3 separate regions of the Mus musculus genome follow, and regions 1 and 2 are each linked to region 3. The links are chromatin contacts, called in public ChIA-PET and HiChIP or PLAC-seq maps. All regions are on one chromosome and are shown on one strand. Each heading gives the region's core, a stretch centred on a gene start, on an enhancer-like site or on the middle of the called end of the contact. The rest is flanking DNA. Distances are from core to core; before and after follow the strand shown.

Region 1 (2,700 bases), core at 142-2,641, 360 kb after region 3:
CCTGGTAGTTATGCAGCTCCACATAGCTAGACTGACTGACTGACTGACTTTCTTTCTTTCTTTGTTTCTCTTTCTTCCTTTCTTTCTTTCTTTCTTCCTTCCTTCCTTCCTTCCTTCCTTCCTTCCTTCCTTCCTTCCTTTCCTTCCTTCCTTCTTTCTTTCTTTCTTTCTTTCTTTTGGTTTTTCGAGACAGGGTTTCTCTGTGTAGCCCTGGCTGTCCTGGAACTCACTCTGTAGACCAGGCTGGCCTCGAACTCAGAAATCTGCCTGCCTCTGCCTCCCAAGTGTTGGGATTAAAAGCATATGCCACCATGCCCAGCGACTGTTTCTTTCTTTTTGAGAAAAAAGTTGGACATAGCTGGGCATATAGCTGGACCCATACTGTAGCTCAGGCTGCCTTTGGACTCACTGGAGATTGTGTACAAGCATGTGCCATCACACTGTTGTTTTGTTTTTGTTTTTTTTTTTAAGATGTATTTACTTTATATGAGTGCTCTATCTGCATGTATGCCTATGTGCCAGAACAGGCATCAGATCTCACAATAGATGGCTGTGAGCCACCATGTGGTTGCTGGGAATTGAACTCAGTACCTCTGGAAGAGCAGTCAGTGCTCTTAACCACTGAGCCAACTCTCCAGCCCCGTCACACTGGTTCTTGATAGCTGATTTCTGTTTTGTTTATTTTGCTTTTTTGAGACAGGGTCTCTCTGTGTAGTCGTGGTTGTTCTGGAATTATATAGACCAGGCTGGTCATGAACCTAGAGCTCTGCTTGCCTCTGTTTCCAGAATGCTGGGATTAAAGGTGTGTGCCACCATGCCCAGATCACTGACTTATTTTGAATAAAATTCCCACCCTTTTGGGGGAGGGGTACTAGAAATGAAACCGGCCTTGTATATGCAAATCGTGTGTTACTCCTGTGCTCTGCTCTGGGCTCCCATTATTTAAAACACTGCTGAATGTTTAAACCTAATGGAGAGGCTGATTCACTGGCTAGCTCATGGCTGTGTCTTATATTTCCTACCTGAACAAGGAACAGCTAGATGTTTATGGAGCAGGCCAGTGGCCACAGAGCAGGCCCTGCTCCCTCCACCTTCAGGGTCAGCTCCTCTCCAGGCCCTCCTGGTGCTAGGACTCCTGTAGGTGATTCATAAATGTACTTCATTCTAAAAGAAAGGTATGTTGACTAGGGGAGCCTGTGAGTGTCACACAGTCTGCTGGGTCAGTGGCAGGGACCACCTCAGACCCAACTGAGAACAGTGACAGGCTCATCAACATAGTTGATGACTGTTGGTGACAGGTGTTAGTGATTGAGGTCTCTCTGAAGGTTCTTCCCAGGCATCCATTGTTCTGTTGCAGCTTCTGCTCTCGGCAGGCCTGGGGCCACAGCACCATCTAGGGGTAGCTTGGTAGACAGGCAGTTGCTTTCCTGGGGATAGGACTGGGGAGTCTAGGTCATAGTCAAGGAAGGCTATGCTGCAGGTCCTGCTGATCTTTTCTCAGAGAAGCCAATCAAAAATCAGTATAAAGTGTGGTGGTGCGCATCTTTAACCCCAGCATTTGGGAAGTAGAGGCAGGCGGAGCTCTAATGAAAGATCTCTTTAGTCCAAGGACAACCTGGTCTACAGAGTGAGTTCCATCCAGAGCGACATAGTGAGGCCCTGCCTCGAATGAATGAATGAATCAATCAATCAATTAATTAATTAATCAATCAAATAAAAATAAAACCACTGCAATAGTGTCCTCACAAGCTCTGCTTGGAAGTTGCAGTTGAACTCCTTCCAGGGGAGCGTAGGGAAAGGTGGGGAAAGAGGCATAGCTGCTGTCAGTCCTGTGGGTGTGCGTGCAGTACCCGTACTGTATGTCATGGAAATAGAGGAGTCAGGGGCAGGAGGATTGCTACAAATTCAAGCCAGCTATGTAACAAGATCCAGGCCAGCTAGACTTCATAGAAAACCGTGTCTCAACTGGGCATTAGTGGTGCATGCCTGTAATGTCAGTGCTTGGGAGGCAGAAGCAGGTGGATCTCTGTGAGTTTGAGGACACCAGGTATACAGAGCAAATTATAGGACTGTCTCGAAAAACAAAAGAAAAAAAGAAAAAGAAAGAAACTGTCTCAGAAAAACATGTCTTGACCCTATTTATCAAATACACAGCTCAGAAGCACCTATCTATTTGTACATTGTGCAATCATTATTTTATGTCCCCCACACACACCTGGCAAAGTAGAAGGGTCCCTGTGTCTCTATATCTCACTGTCTGATTTGAATCTAGCCATCTAATCCAGCATGCGGTGCTTAGCACAGGGCTCTGATGTCCTTTCCTGATGGGCTACCAGTAGTACAGAACAGTTTCTTGTGCCTGTTACCATTACTATCTATGTCTTTTGCAGAGATACGGTTTTGTCCACTTTTTTTGTTTGTTTGTTTTTCGAGACAGGGTTTCTCTGTGTAGTCCTGGCTGTCCTGGATCTCACTCTGTAGACCAGGCTTGCCTCAAACTCAGAAATCTGCCCGCCTCTGCCTCCCAAGTGCTGGGATTAAAGGTGTGTGCCACCACCACCCGGCAGCTTTGTCCATTTTTGAATTCTGTTTTATTATTGAGTTAAAGGAGTTTTTTTGATAGAACTCTGTCCTAATAAGATGTGTAATTTGGCTGGGCGTGGTGGTGCACGCCTTTAATCCCAGCACTCGGGAGGCAGA
Region 2 (2,956 bases), core at 135-2,634, 310 kb after region 3:
GAGATGGCCTGAGGGGTAGGCTCTGGGGGAAATTGCCCCTTGCTAGGACTGGCCGGGCCTGAGTCCTTTGTACTATCATGGAAGGTTGGTAGGCTCCTTGGGGCCTGCTGAGCCGTCTTCCTGATACCTGGTCTTAGCTGGCTTTGTGATTTCCTCTTGGCAAGTGCCCCTGTCTACACAGAAACCATGAATCACCATTTCTTGATGAGGTTCTAAACTGGGCCATCTCCACTTCCCTATTAAGTATGCTCATAGGTTTTCATGCCCCTAAAACCCAAGGGCCACTCAGTCCCTGGCTCTGCTAGCTTGGGTCTCGGGAGGCCTGAGCTTTGAGGCAACACTTGAAGCTATAGATCCTGGGTGCTGAGGCTGTCTGCCAGCAGATAGCTAGGCAAGATCTCCTGCCAGGTGTCCAACCCCTACATCCTAATCAGAGGCAGGCAGGCAGGCAGGCAGGGAGGGTGTGGCTAGGCTGGGTTGGGCAGTTTAGGGGAAGGGTGTGGTCCCTTAGTGTTCCCCCCAGCTTCAAAAATATTCCCATTCTTGAGCCTCCAACAGCACTCTGGGCCCAACAGAGAGGTAAGGAGTAGGCAAATCAGAGGGGTAAGGCCAACATGTGTCCTGGTAGGGCACATAGCAAGGGCAGGTCCTCTACTGGACACTCCCTGTTTTGAAAGATACCTTCAGTTTTCCCTTCAATCCAGGTCCAAACCACTTTTGAGCACTTAGGTGGGGTGCTGGGACGGTTCTGGGTAGCACAGGTTCTTTCATACCCTTCCATTCAAGACAGGAAAACAGTAGCCTTTCCTCCCATGTTACAGATGAGATCTGGAAGGGGAGGGGTGTGTGTGTGTGTGTGTGTGTGTGTGTGTGTGTGTGTGTGTGTTTGAAGAGCTTACTCATTGAGAATCTGGTCTCACCCATGTTCTTCATGTGGGAAGAAGCAAGAAAAAGCTCCTTGCTTTTGCTCCTTTAGGGTGTGGGGTGGCACCCAGCCTGTCATCTGGACGTTGAGGTCAACACACATGTCACTCCTGCAGGCTAAATCAATATGCCCTGTTCATTATGTTGTGGGGGATTAATGGACAATGAAAGAAACTTTGCTTGTAAGTAGATGCTCAATAAACACTAGTTACTGCGTTGTTAGGGGTATTGCTTTCAGACTATGCGGCCCACACGGGTCTGCATGCACCCTACTCGCAATGGATAGAAACAGATGGAAGGGCCTGGGTTTAGGAGGCCAGGCGGTAAGAACAAAGCGGCTACCATGGTCCTCAAAGGCTGGATCCACCGGACCTTTCAGGATATTTACAGCGAGGGTAGCTTTGATGACAGGAGCCGCGCGCGCGGAACTCTCGGGCTCAGGCGATGGACAGCCCGGGCATGTTTGGGGACCGGACCGTCGCGCGACAACGCCGCGGAGCCGGCGGAAATGGTGCTGATGTCCCGCGGCGGGCCTGGGAGCCGCAAGCACGGTCGTCCTCCCGGGCCCGCCGAACGCAGTGCCCAACCCAGTTCCTTCCCTACCGCTCGGGGACGCGGCCCCGGGGACCAGCTGGTGAGCACTAGCGGGTGGCGGGGCCGGGAGAGGAAGAGGAGGAAATCCCGAGGTAGCGCAGGCCTCTTGGTCCTAAAGACTCTGAGATGGGAAACCTGAGGCCGGGATAGAGGGAGAGGCGGCCACCCACGCAGCTGACCTCCAGGCTCAGCGGCACCCGTTGTGGGTCTGGGCCTGCTCTCCGGAACTTGAGGGCACCGAGAGGCCCCTCCTCCCCTCCAGGCCGGGAACTGGCTGGAAGATTCCTGGGGCACTGGCTGAGAGGCTCATATTTATCCACTCCAGTAAAGATCAGAAACAGATTACCCCCTCCTTTTGAAATGAAAAAGGAAAGCATTTACAGAGGCGGAAAATGTGTTTCTGTGCAGGTTCTCTTTTAGGCTAGGTTGGCCTCAAAATCCTAGTGTAGCAAAGGATGACCTTGAATTTTTGATTGTCCTTTGGCCACCTCCTGATTACAGATATGCACTGCTACTACTGGTCTATGAGGTTCTGGGGACTCAACACAGGGTCTGGTGCAGGCTAGGTAGGCTCCATACCAACTGACTACATCCCTAGTCAGAAAAGTGGTTTTGTTGTTGTTGTTGTTGTTTGAACGTGGGGTAAATATGAACCCTCTCAAAGATTCACAAAGTAATGTTTCAGCTATGATGTGTCCCAGGTCTCTCTTAACTGGGCTGGCCATCCCTCAAGCCTGTTCCTTGCAGGGGAAGTAAGCAGTAGCTCTGCTGCTGAAGTCTGACTTGGAGTTCTGTGAAGAGACTTCCTGGGGCCTCTTATTTAACCCTCCTGGGAATGGGCTGTCGGGGAGGGAACTGACTCCTTCTTAGCAAAGGTAGCTTTTCCAGGCTTGGGCTGTTCTTTTAATCAGCATCTTTAAAGGCCTTCACGCATCCCAGGTTTTTGCCTTCTCGCTCCAGCCTCTCACCTCTTGTATCGATCGCCTGCTCTTTCATCATCATTTTCTGCTGCTGGGATCCCAGCAGCCCAGTGTAAGCACACTCCTTCTTACACTTCAGTGCATCCGGAGGCTGAGATGGGAGTGAGGGTGGGGATTTGCCTCAACTTGAGTTCTCTCAGTACCCCACAGATCAGAGCTCCAACCTCTCTCTGCCTTGCACCTTCTTTCCTTTGACCCGAGCTTTTTTGCTTTAAGGTAAACTGTAAATGAAGCATACTCCACAAGGAGGATGTGCATAGACACAGTGTGTATATAGCACAGTGGATTCACGAGTTGTGAGCAGACTCCAAACCAACCTTTGAAACATCTGTTTATAATTAGATCAAGGGCATTTCTCTTCCTACACGGTTGTGAGCATTTTTCCTTAGTTCATGTGAAGTGTTCCCCCAGAGAGTCAAATGATATTTCACTGAGCTGGTGTGTCCTTACAAAGTTGT
Region 3 (2,700 bases), core at 134-2,633:
AGTCGGGGAATGATACATAAAAGTAAAGGCAAAGTGGTATGTGACAAATTCTAAGGCTATCTGTGTACAGGACACAGTGCTGTGTAATAGTCAGGGAGAATATACTTCAGGATTGGCAAGCATCCAGGATTAATGTCGTGTCTTTTTACTGAAAATGTTTTCTTTCTAAACTACACTTTTAAAGTTACTTGTGGGAAAAAAGCAAACACTTTTTTGTTATAACAGCTTAGAAATTGGTTGTGACTCACGGCTCGATGAACATGAGGCTTTTCTGCAACTCCCTTGCAGATTGATGTAGGCAGGCAAAGATACACTGAACCTTTATAAATAAAATAGAGGGGCCACAATTGTTCAGTTTGTATGAAATAAAAATATGGGAAGCAATTCAAAAGCAACTCAACATACAAAGAAAGCTAAAAGCACGTATTGACCTATGAAATGGTGCAAAGAATCTGCACAGCCCTGTGAAATGTGCCAGTGTGAAATTACAACTTTATTACTTTAGTAAAAATGAAAACACAAACCACAGCAGGGATCTAGCTTTGCTAGGATGCAACTGCTTTTTCCTGAGACACCACCATGATCTTGCACGCCTCCTTACTGAACCAACTACCTAATGAATGCCGAGAGGTGACTAAACCGAGGCTAATCTGTGAGGCAGGGGAATGAAGGGAGGGAAGACTAGAAAAGTACGCGGAGGGAACCCACGTTAGAAATGCTCATTTGCGGCTCCCCGTGTAACCGTATGGAGCAAGAACGCCCGGGTTTTCGAAACCCGTCCAGCTCCTTCGGGGATCGCCTCTCCTCCGAAGAGTATCAGAGAAATTCCGCCACCCGGCAGCCAGCACCCCGGAGCCCGCGCTGGTTCCAGCCCTTCGCCGACGCTCCAGTTTGCCCGGCGGCGCCGAGCCGCCGTGCCGACCAAGAGGAACTCGCATGACGGAAAACGAGAAGGGGACAGAGCCCCACCGTCGGATCGGACTCTCAGGAAGGAGGCAGCCCGGACCAGTAGAACGCGGCGGCTGCGAGAGACTCGCAGGCCAAGCAGATCAGACAAAGGCCCCGAGCCTGGGGTCAGCAAGCAGGGGAGAAAAATGGCGCCCCGCGCAGACGCACGCTGTCACGGCCCTCACCTCAGGCTTCCAGGCGGCCTCGCCTTGCTCCCACCCCGCCCAGAGCCTGGGCCACCGCTCAGACTCACCGTCCCGAGCCGTGCCCATGAGCTGGTCCAACAGGGCCCGCATCTGCGCCTGGGCGGACATGGTGGCCAGTGGGGACGGCCGAGAAGCTCCGCACAACTCGACCAGAGAAGCCGCAAACAGCGACGAGGAAAGACGCTCCTATCAGCCTGAAGCCCGCACGGCGCTTTCCGGCCGCGGGGAATGCTGGGAGGAAGTTCTTTGGCGTTGATGCAAGGCCTGTCGGGAAGTGTACAGGAGTCGCTGAGTGGAACGGTCGCAAATCGTTCTAAAGACTAGATCAACTAAGCTTGATTTTGGCCGGTCGTGGTATGCCTGTAATCCCCAGGATCAGGCTTGAGTAGTTCAAGGCCAGCGTCCTGGGTGTCAGGCTACCCTGTGGAAGCGTGGTCTTTGTGAGACTAAGATCCTACCTCCTGTTTTTTTTTTTTAAAAAAAAAAAAAAAAAGGGCTGGAGAGACGGCTCAGCGGTTAAAGGCACAAACTGCTCTTCCAGAGGTCCTGAGTTCAGTTCCCACCACCATCTGTAATGGGGTCTGATAACCACTTCAGCTGTGTCTGAAGATAGCTACAGTGTACTCATATAAATAAAATAAATAGATCTTTATTTTAAAAAAAGACTAGATTAAAAACTCCACCACTAATTTTTATCCTGGTTCCTGAAACATCAAATTCTCTGCTCTAATGAGACTTTAGTCAAACAAATAAATTAAACTTGAGGCAAAGGCCTTTAATCCCAGCGCTGGGGAAGGCAGAGGCAGGCACATCTCTGAGTTAGAGACTAGCCTGATGGTACAGAGCAAGCTGCAGGATTGCCAGAGTTACACAGGGAAAAGCTGTCTCAAAAAACAAAACAAGGGGGCTGGCGAGATGGCTCAGTGGTTAAGAGCGCCTACTGCTCTTCCAAAGGTCCAGATTAACGAAATCTGATGCCCTCTTCTGGAGTGTCTGAAGACAGCTACAGGGTACTTACATATAATAATAAATCTTTAAAAAAAAAAAAACCTAATGATAAGTGAATTTCTAGGTTATATCTCAGTTCTTTTTGTTTGTGTAATATAGTCTCATGTTGTCCATGCTGACCTTGAACTTATTATGAAACCAAAGATGACTTGCATTCCTGACCCTCCCACTTTCCCTTCCTTACCAAGTGCTGCAATTACAAAAATGTGCAAATGTGCTTGCCTCCATTTCTTCTGTTGGAGACAGAGTCATACACACACACACACAGAGGCCAGGTTGGACTTGAACTTGCTATCCCTCTGCTGCTCAGCCTCCAGACCATTGAGATTATCAGCACATGCCATTACACTTGGTCCATTTCTTCATTTACTCTCTATAAAACTATATTGCTTATTTCAGTGAAAGTTGAAATGCTAAGTCATATTAATTACATGCTTATTTATTTATTTATTTTGTTACTCCCCCCCCACCCGCGCTCGACTTCTTCCTCTTGCTCCAGCCCCTAGGTTCTTTATTATTTGTTTTCATTGTGGATGAT

Evidence for each region. ChIA-PET counts read pairs in DNA pulled down with a chosen protein or histone mark. HiChIP or PLAC-seq counts read pairs in DNA pulled down with a chosen protein or histone mark.
Region 1: an H3K27ac HiChIP or PLAC-seq map of epiblast stem cells shows a contact between it and region 3, with 2.3 times the contacts expected there. The contact joins the enhancer-like site here to the promoter of Luc7l in region 3. A contact is called at or near these places in 5 of 39 promoter capture datasets (the C10 cell line, the HPC-7 cell line, cranial neural crest and 2 more), 7 of 115 datasets of contacts at active chromatin or transcription factors (bone marrow-derived macrophages, cardiomyocytes, embryonic forebrain and 3 more) and 2 of 9 other capture datasets (adipose tissue and pancreatic islet).
Region 2: an RNA polymerase II ChIA-PET map of memory CD8 T cells shows a contact between it and region 3, with 11 read pairs. The contact joins the promoter of Pigq here to the promoter of Luc7l in region 3. A contact is called at or near these places in 1 of 39 promoter capture datasets (neural stem cells), 2 of 115 datasets of contacts at active chromatin or transcription factors (memory CD8 T cells and pancreatic cancer cells) and 2 of 9 other capture datasets (adipose tissue and liver).

The regions. Positions count from the first base shown.
Region 1 is chr17:25,892,827-25,895,526 of GRCm38.p6, reverse strand. All of the region lies in intron 2 of Rab40c (Rab40C, member RAS oncogene family), which reads left to right. Among named protein-coding and RNA genes, the nearest start is that of Wfikkn1, 13 kb to the right of the region's middle. Within about 2 kb of position 1,391, at least 32 of the 459 cell types and tissues checked have an H3K27ac peak or open chromatin away from gene starts, as enhancers often do. A contact at or near this core is called in bone marrow-derived macrophages and epiblast stem cells, where this site is marked.
Region 2 is chr17:25,940,417-25,943,372 of GRCm38.p6, reverse strand. Pigq (phosphatidylinositol glycan anchor biosynthesis, class Q) reads left to right here and starts at 1,384. Exons shown (of 11, transcript NM_011822.4): 1 at 1,384-1,558. It overlaps Nhlrc4 (NHL repeat containing 4), which reads left to right. Exons shown (of 2, transcript NM_001039038.2): 2 at 1-1,140. The coding sequence ends at 12.
Region 3 is chr17:26,251,593-26,254,292 of GRCm38.p6, reverse strand. It overlaps Luc7l (Luc7-like), which reads right to left and starts at 1,383. Exons shown (of 10, transcript NM_028190.3): 1 at 1,202-1,383. The coding sequence starts at 1,262.